Linked DNA regions of Hordeum vulgare: region 1 is linked to region 2. Evidence: chromatin contacts called from public Hi-C data. All regions are on one chromosome and are shown on one strand. Each heading gives the region's core, a stretch centred on a gene start, on an enhancer-like site or on the middle of the called end of the contact. The rest is flanking DNA. Distances are from core to core; before and after follow the strand shown. Region 1 holds the start of LOC123396095 (plant UBX domain-containing protein 2). Region 2 holds the start of LOC123396078 (TPR repeat-containing thioredoxin TDX).

The links. A called contact is a pair of places that touch in the nucleus more often than the background predicts.
Region 1: a contact with region 2 is called in a Hi-C map of seedling, with 7 times the contacts expected there. The contact joins the promoter of LOC123396095 here to the promoter of LOC123396078 in region 2. A contact is called at or near these places in 4 of 6 Hi-C or Micro-C datasets (leaf and seedling) and 1 of 1 datasets of contacts at active chromatin or transcription factors (embryo).

The regions. Positions count from the first base shown.
Region 1 is chr5H:424,699,257-424,704,122 of MorexV3_pseudomolecules_assembly, reverse strand. It overlaps LOC123396095 (plant UBX domain-containing protein 2), which reads left to right and starts at 2,096. Exons shown (of 3, transcript XM_045091132.1): 1 at 2,096-3,039; 2 at 4,506-4,784. The coding sequence starts at 2,278.
Region 2 is chr5H:424,218,942-424,223,583 of MorexV3_pseudomolecules_assembly, reverse strand. LOC123396078 (TPR repeat-containing thioredoxin TDX) reads left to right here and starts at 2,892. Exons shown (of 9, transcript XM_045091108.1): 1 at 2,892-3,101. LOC123396079 (protein TIFY 6b-like) reads left to right here. Exons shown (of 7, transcript XM_045091111.1): 4 at 1-17; 5 at 109-472; 6 at 581-638; 7 at 776-1,353. The coding sequence ends at 983.

The DNA.
Region 1 (4,866 bases), core at 847-3,346, 480 kb before region 2:
CTCTTTCAGTTTGTCAACTGAATTGCTTGAGGACAAGCAAGGCTTTAAGCTTGGGGGAGTTGATACGTCTCCGTCGTATTTACTTTCCCGAACTCTTTTGCCCTTGTTTTGGACTCTAATTTGCACGATTTGAATGGAACTAACCCGGATTAACGCTGTTTTCAGCAGAATTGCCATGGTGTTGTTTTTGCGCAAAAATAAAAGTTCTCGGAATGACCTGAAAATTTACGAAGATTTTTTCTGGAATTAATGAAAAATACTGGCGCAAGAATCAGCGGAGGGAGTGGAGCCGTGAGCCCACAAGCCCACCAGGCGCCCCCCTGCCGCGCCGGGCAGGCTTGTGGAGCCCACGACGCTCCACCGCCTCTCAATCCAGCTCTATATAGTCCGTTTCATCCGGAAAAAAATCAGGGAGAAGGATTCATCGCATTTTACGATACGAAGGCGCCACCACCTCCTGTTCTTCATCTGGAGGGCAGATCTGGAGTCCGTTCTGGGCTCCGGAGAGGGGAGATCGTCGCCATCGTCATCATCAACCTTCCTTCATCGCCAATTCCATGATGCTCTTCACCGTTCGTGAGTAATCTCATCGTAGGCTTGCTGGACGATGATGAGTTGGATGAGATCTATCATGTAATCGAGTTAGTTTTGACGGGGATTGATCCCTAGTATCCACTATGTTCTGAGATTGATGTTGCTACTACTTTGCCATGCTTAATGCTTGTCACTAGGGCCCGAGTGCCATGATTTCAGATCTGAACCTATTATGTTATCGCCAATATATGTGTGTTTTAGATCCTATCTTGCAAGTTGTAGTCACCTACTATGTGTTATGACCCGGCAACCCCGGAGTGACAATAGCCGAAACCACTCCCGGAGATGACCATAGTATGAGGAGTTCATGTATTCACCAAGTGTTAATGCGTTGGTCCGGTTCTTTATTAAAAGAAGAATATTAATATCCCGTAGTTTCCATTAGGACCCCGCTGCCACGGGAGGGATGGACAATAGATGTCATGCAAGTTCTTTTTCCTAAGCACGTATGACTACATATGGAATAGTTGCCTACATTAGATTGACGAACGGGAGCTAGTTACATATCTCTCTGTGTTATAGCTGTTACATGATGAATAGCATCCGGCATAATCATCCATCACCGATCCAATGCCTACGAGTTTTTCCTACTGGTCCCTGCTACTGTTACTTTGCCGCTACTGCTGTCACTGCTGCTACTGTTACTCTGTTGCTACTGCTGCTATCATACTTCTTTGCTATTGATACTTTGCTGGAGACACTAAATCTTTCAGGTGTGGTTGAATTGACAACTCAACTGCTAATACTTCAGAATATACTTTCGCTTTCCTTTGAGTCGAATCAATAAATTTGGGTTGAATACTCTACCCTTAAAAAACTATTGCGATCTCCTATATACTTGTGGGTTATCATGCCCCTACTTTTAGCATATGTCATTTAATAACTTCTACTACATTACTAGGGGTAACATGGTCTTTTTGCATGTAATTTAATGACATCCAGTCCATGTTTAGTCCCTGAAAAGAAACCGGTAAGGACTAAAGACTTTTTAGTTGGGACTAAGAGGGTGCTTGGATCCAAGAGACTAAAACTAGTTTGACTAAAACTAGTCTCTTTAAGAGGCTAAAGTTCCAAGCAACCCTGACTAAAGAGAGGCTAAAACTAGTCTTGAGACTAAAATCTTTTAGTCAGGGATACCCCTACTAAAATGTGCATTAGTCCTCTCTCTCCTCATTTAACTCCTCATGCAAGTTTTGGATTGGAGGGTTTGGAGGATAATAAATGCTCATTAACTTGATTTTAGTCTCTTTAGTATTTGAATCAAGCATGAGTGAGGCTAGCAAGTTTTAGTCTCATTATTTTTAGTCATGGGACTAAAACGTATCCAAACACCCTCTAAAAAAAAAGTTTTAGGACTTTTTAAAGAAACAGGGCCTAAGCCCACGGGTAGAGCGCAAGTGCTATTCTCCAACAAAGCCCAGTTTCAGTCCCGAGTTCATCCCGGCCCACTCGGCGAAGATGCCTTCGCAGCGAAGTACCATGCCATTGCCTGATTGCCGGACGCCGGCTTCATTTCCCAGCTGGATCTCCACCACCGTAGCTCTTCCTTCTTTTATCAATCTGTTCCCCTCGCGTTGCTTCTTCCCCTCGAACCCCGCGGAGGCAACCACCACCGAGTCTACTCCCCGTCCACGCCAATCCTCCTCCTCCTCTGCCGCCTACACCTAGTGGCCGCCGGCGACCATGATGAAGGACAAGATGAAGGATCTCATGAAGAAGGTCACCTCCTCCTCCGCCCCGTCCTTCAAGGGCCCCTCCCACGTCCTCGGCTCCGGCCCTCCCCCCTCCGCCTCCACCTCCTCCTCCCGTCAATCAAACCCTAACCCTAGCCCCAGGCCCGCCCCCAAGCAGCAGCCCCCGCGCCCGCCCGGCCCCTCCGAATTCACCCCCTTCACCGCCGTCATCTCCTCCTCCTCCTCCCGCCGCCCAGATGCCAACGGCGGCGACACGGTCGTGTGCCCCAACTGCGGCGACGCCTTCTCCTCCGAGCACGCCGTCTCGGAGCACCTCGATGGCTGCCTCGCGTCGGCCGGCGGCGCCCGCGCCCGCGCTGCCGCGTACCTCGCCGCGAACCCGCCCGCGGCGGCCGCCGAGGTCGTGAAGAAGCTTCTCGGCAACCTGCTCAAGGAGCCCGGCAACGACAAGTACAGGAGGGTCAGGCTCGGTAACCCTAGGATCAAGGAGGCCGTGGCGGACAGGGAGGGCGGGCTTGAGCTCCTCGAGGCGGTAGGGTTCACGATCGGGGATGAGAGCGGGGAGCTCTTTGCCGCGATGGACGAGACTCCTACGGAAGCGAGGCTTAGCGGGATCAGGCAGGCCGTGCTACTGCTTGAGAGGTCCCATCCTTCGGCATCGCTACCTACTCTGGCCGGGTCTGAGTCCAAAGAGAGCTGCCGCAGCGGAGTTGACGAGCAAAAGGAGGTTAACAAGATTGTTGATCGTCAGGTGAGCAGGCGTCTAATTCAATGTTTACTCCATCAATTGGTTATGTGGATGATCATATTTTGCTCAATGAATTGAACTGCATGGATAGGTTGGTTTGTCCACACTATGATTTTCTTGGTGTACACATGTCACATCTTTACTCGTGAGAAATAGATTTTGTTTGAACTTAGTAATGAGTAAAAACGACTAAATATTGATGTGCTTACACCAATAGATCATAAAAATGTGATGCCATTTCTGTGAGATCAGTGCTAAATTATGCAGTCATGTTCATATATAGGAAGTCTGTCTTAACAATGTGGTACCATTTCCATGACATATTGTGGAATCCCGGAAACTTGCAGTCTATATTACTCCATCATACTCCCTCCGTCCCAAAATAAGTGTCTCAACTTTGTACTAGCTCTAGTACAAAGTTATACTAAGGTTGAGACAGTTATTTTGAGACGGAGGGAGTATGTTGGAGGTCAGAATGTAGGAAACTACGTAGTATGTAAAATGTGATACTTCCTTTTGCTGTACACTTCTATATTCATGTTTGAGTTTTGGCCCATCTTTTATATTGCCGTACACTTCTATGTTCATGTTTGAGTTTTGGCCCATCTTTTATATTGCCGTACACTTCTACATTCATGTTTGAGTTTTGGCCTGTCTTTTGTATTGTTGTACACAGTACACTTTGATATTCATGTTTAAGATTTGGCCTGTCTTTTTTATACCTATGATATTTAGTTCATACCTAAATTAAGTTATTTCTATGTTCGGAACATTGTAGCATTCTGTCAATGTTGTTACTTTTTGCTACAAAGTATGTGGAATGGTATCTTTATAATGTTCCTGTTTGGGATACACTACATGTTGTCTCTATCGTGTAAGACACATGCTACAGAAAATGCATTTTATACACTTCTGCAATTATAAAATGTATATTTCAAAAATTGTAGAGCAATTAGTTCTAATTAAATATTGGAACTTGGTCCCTGATTATATATCAGATGCAGATATTCGGATTTTGTTTTTGAATCTGATCTTGCGGGGATGGACGTATCACGTATGGGTTCAGGTAAAACTGTTGCAACTTCTGACTAAAGAAGCTAAATTGACATGTCACAGCTCCCAGCTTGTACTTCTGACTAAAGAAGCTCAAATAAGATACATATCATGGTATTGGGATATATCAGTTTCTGATATATATGTGCGTAAGTTGGCGGGGGTATATCAGCATCTGATAGCATACATGTGTTTCACCACTAACATTTTTTTTCCTCAACATGTTGAATTTAGTAATTACTGTAAGGGTATTTCTCTTGAGACCTGAAATTTAGCATATATACGACTATATGTGCTCTGATGCGTCCTTTTTCTGTTATGTTCTGCAATTGATTGTCCATTTTGCAGTTTGCTGTTGCTCCCATTTATATCTCCTTAGAAATGTAATTTATTGAACTTCCATGATAACTTCACAGATTCGGGTATTCTTCAATGTCCCTGGAAGTTCTGTTGCAGAAATTGATACACCAGATTCCTTCTACAAACTTAGCGGTGAGGAGGTAAGGAACGAGGCAAAGATGAGGAGGGAAAGGCTGGAACAATCTCGGTTGCTAATTCCAAAGTCATATAAGGAGAAGCAGGCACTGGCTGCTCGACAGAAGTACAAACAAGCTGTCATCCGAGTTCAGTTTCCTGATGGAGTAATTCTCCAGGGCGTATTCCTTCCAGCGGAGGCTACTAGTTCACTATATGAGGTACTTCTGCCCTCTATGCTTGTTTGTCTGTATGATTTTGTCCCGTTGAGTATCATCTGCATATCTCTCAATCGAGAATGAG
Region 2 (4,642 bases), core at 1,643-4,142:
ACGTCTCAGCAGAAAAGGTACAGTACTATTTTCTTCCTATTGGTAATGCAGTTTTCATTTCATTTAGGTTCGCTGGCTAAGCTGAATATTTTTTCCTCGTCGTTACAGGCTCAGGAACTCATGTTCTTAGCTAGCAGAGGATCTCTTCCAGCTGCACCCAGTACTGTTACTCGCAGCCCAGATGCAACCTTTTTCACTCCGGCAAAACTCGCAGCACCTGAGCTTTCACCTGCAAAGCAGATGCTACCTCAGATGCCACAACGTGTTTCGCCTCCTTTGTCAGGCATTTCCAAACCGATCTCCATGGTGTCCCAAGCTGCATGCGTCCCCAAGAGCGCCTCTAGCTCCAACATTGACTCGACAGCGCCAAAATCTTCAGGCCAGTTGGTTGTGCCTCCCACGAGTCAGCCTTCGTCGTCCACTCATCCTGTGACACTAGCCTCCACCACTGCTGCAAGTATTATGCCAAGAGGTATGGATGCTTACGCGTGCATCTTGTGCTGTTTGATGATGTTTAGTATATCTTGAATTGATACGCATATGCTGGATGATGTGTTGACGTCGTTATTTTCCGTTTCAGCTGTTCCTCAAGCCCGGAAGGCGTCCCTTGCCCGATTCTTGGAGAAAAGGAAAGAAAGGTACTACAACCTTCAGAATTTAGTCCTGCTATACGAGTATTACAGAACATTTACTAGTGAACTTAGCTACATACCATATCCTGTATTTGTGGTCATAGGCTGATATTCATCATGCCTTCGTGCTTATCTCTGTGCAGAGTGACAACTACGGCGCCGTATCCATCAGCCAAGAGCCCGATGGAGAGCAGCGACACGGTCGGAAGCGCCAACGACAACAACAGCAAGTCCTCATCATGCACAGAGATCGCCTTCTCAAGCAACCATGAGGAGTCGCTGCGTCTAGGCGGCCGGCCCAGGAACATCAGCTTTAGCGGGGAGTCCCCGAGTACAAAACTACACATCTGATCCGATATAATAATCTTCCGGTGTCCATAGGTTCAAATTCAACCATGATGGCTGATGCAAAACCGTAATAAGATTTTGCATCCAGGCAGGAGGAGGGAGAAGGGATATTGGGAAAAGTCAGGCAGCATGATATATGTTACTCCTATTGATGATGCTCTTATTCTTGTTTATGATGTGTTTTGTTTTGGTTAATTAGTCCGCGACCTGTAATGCTGGTCTAGCTGGTGCAACACCCCACCTAACTAACAAGAGAGCTGTCGCTTGCAGACTCTTGATTGTTATTTTTTGTTTTGCCCCTGCGCCCATTGTATTGCAGAAAGAAACATGTTAATTTAGCAGTATGAAATTATAGGCTTACAAATTTCCACCATCGGCCGCAGAGCTGTTTTGTTCTTGTTCTTTTGTTTTTACCAACTTCTACAGGCTTGCGGGATACAAGAGCTTCATAATGTTGGATGCTTGAGCTCTTGCGATTAAGTGGCGCGATTTCGGTACATAGGGATATGAACAGTAACTTTGAATAAAATAGTAAAAGAAATCAAACAAATCTGAATTCTTTAGGCATGTAAAAATTCGGGATGTTCAGACATTTGAGGAGGTCGTGGCAAAACAAAATGTAATTATGAAAGAAACTTTGAATATCCAAACACCATGAATCTGCATGCTCCCTATGAACTGAAGATATTCATGCCAGAAAGTTACACTTTTCTTCAAAATTTTAGCTATCTTTTTGAATTTATTGTTCATCAGCGCGGATGAGCCTGGGTGGTGAATTACCTATTTATTTATTTTATCTAAGATCTGTGTGAATATCTAATTATAGATCTTTCTAGGTGAGCACTGAATTCAGATAACCATCAGATAACCACCCTGGGCCAGCCACTACAGGGATCCTTAATTTGGGTGGTTTTGCTTGAAATTGTGGATGCCAGATGGTACTCCGCAATGAACGGATGTACTGTATGCTGTACAGTATCTCCCTTTCCTTTCCTTTCCTTTCTTTTTATTATTTTATTCTCCGTTGTTTTATTTCTCTAACCTCACAGACGAACACTGAAAGCTTCATGGGCTTACTTTGACCGTACCATACGTACATATATGTTGGGAATTCCAAGAAAGATGCCCCCAAATTGGTTGTACTACTGGTGATTCTTGCTTTGCTTTGGGTTTATTAGATATTTCTCCAGATGAGGATATTTAACCAGCTGAGCTCACAGGTTGAGAAAATGACCCTTTTAACGTGCAGTTCCTCTTCTTGTCGAGCACTTTTAGAGATTCTCACTGGTCGAGGGTAAGTGTGAGCATGTAGGTACTGTCAGTCTCAGTGCTAATTTACTCCCCAGCACGGATGCACCCACCATAAACAGTAAAAAATTAGAAAGATTCAAAAAGTTTTAAACTATTTTGGCAATAAAGATTACTTAGTGTTCTATCTACGTGTAAACTTTTTTGAAACAATAGAATTCATGGTGATATGGGCAAAAAAGTAGAGCCTCCAAAAAGGGAGAGGTGTTTTGGCTCCCGGATGCATATGCACCTGGATGAACAGTAACGTAAAAAGTAATAGTAGATTGTATTATTTTCGCAAGGATGCTTGACATTTTTTATGCGATAAGGAGCAGCCGTGTTTCATCAGTAAAAAAAAACAAAATTGAGATGACATTTTAGGGTAATTTTGGAAAAGAAAATAAGAAATCACACCTTCATATATTCGACAAAAAAAAGAAGACACGGGCTTCATATATTTGGGCCGGCATCGGATGCATGGGTTCGGCTCTAAACGGCCCATAGCTAGCGCTGGCGACTAAAACCAACTTGCAAAGTTGCGGCTGCTAAAAGGCCCACAACTTACCTAAAAAACAGGCCCACAACTAGTGCTGGCGAGTAAACACACGGTTGCACCGAACGGCCGTGACCGCGAGACAGACCCGACAGCTCCGACTAAAGCAAGCGAGTTCGAACGGCCGGCGGCGCTGCGTGCGGCTGGGGCGATTCCACCCTCGGTCGTTCTACCAAGCTAGGGCACGGCGGCCGTCAGGGCTCCAGCGAGCAACACCGGCCCTCTCGACAAGCGAGGGCCTGCTCCGTGCAGCGGCACCGGGTCCGCGTCAAGACAAGGTGAGCGCCCTGGCCTCCTCTTTGATCTGCGCTGCTGCGTACCCTAGAGTTTCCCCGTCCACGGTGTGTGATTTGTAGCATGTGCGTCGTTACTGAATATTGTTGGGCTGATTCGTAGCATGTGCGTCGTTACTGAATATTGTTGGTAAAATTCTCTAGCGTTCGTTTCGGGCCGATGAAGTGGTTCATTCTGCCTATGGCTGTAGCTTCTAGATTGCAAAATCCGGGTACTAGGTTCTCCTGGTTGTGGGTTCGGCACGTCTCTTTCAGCTTGGTTGATTGATTCTCCCATGGTTGCGTGAGTTGGTAATTCTGGCCTTCCTAAAATTCTGTCATGGTTCTGTTGCCTAATTCAGTTCCAAGCTCCTCTTGCTGGAGAAGCAACCACTGTTCATATAAATGAAACTATAAACTATCACTTACACTGAGCGACAAAGTCCGTGGTTGCTAAGTAATTCTGTCATCGACGCTCAAAGCATAATCATGTACCAATACGCAAACCTATGGGAAAAATCCTCGCAGCTCAAATTGAACTGTAGGATGATTCTCTATAAAATGTTGCATTCGTTGGGGACAGCATAGAGTCACTAGTAATACAATTCATAACATGAGCTCGCAAATCAGATCATAATGCGGACAGATGATCATAGAGCATAACAATCTGCCATGTTGTCCATGACATCCCTCTTATGCCTGGAAAATATCGCAGCCTATGGTATTTGGGCAATCAGGCTGATTTTGCACATCATCTACACATTTATTGCGAGAATCGATTTTAACATGGTTTATGATGGAAGTATTTCACAAAATATAATATGGAAGTGAAACTAGCTATTTGTACCACAATAAATGGAATACAGTTTCTCTGAATAAGACTTCCCTACATAAATACACGGTCGATCTGGCAGATAAAAAATAATGAGCACCAAAGATACATCTAATCTACATCTCCATGGGATCTCCCTCTCAATCCTGAGTTCATCACCATCACCAATCCATAGATCCCTGTCACCCAGGGTTCAGAAACATCACCTTTATTTCAGGGGAAAACTCCTGCAATCAACTGGTAAGAGGTGGAAGATGGTCTGGACGATGCGGCGGTGGCCCAGTGCAGTTTCTTATCGCTCATTGCCGCTCCAAACCTAGTCTCCTCCACTATCCCTCCCTCTTCTTTTTTGACGCGTATCCCTCCCTCTTCTTCTTCATGGACACCTCATCAGGTGATCTCGTTCAATCGGATTCTTCGCTTATCCTGTTGGCACCAAAATGAGAGGAAGCATCGAAGAAATCATTTTGTTTTGGACTTTGACGAAGCCTTTCGTCCCTCCGTTCCACTCTCCCTCTTGTTTTTTTCTTTTTTCCTATGAATTTTATTGGTTCTGTTGTTCCTGACATGCATCTTGGTCCTGTTTGCAGCCTTGGAGTGAGGGTTCTGGTAATCTTTCTTGTTATCTTCATTGTGTGCCGCTGACACCCTATTGTTGATGATTTGGGCGTCATTGATGTGCAAGATTATCTTTATTATTCTTAACGTTGGATGC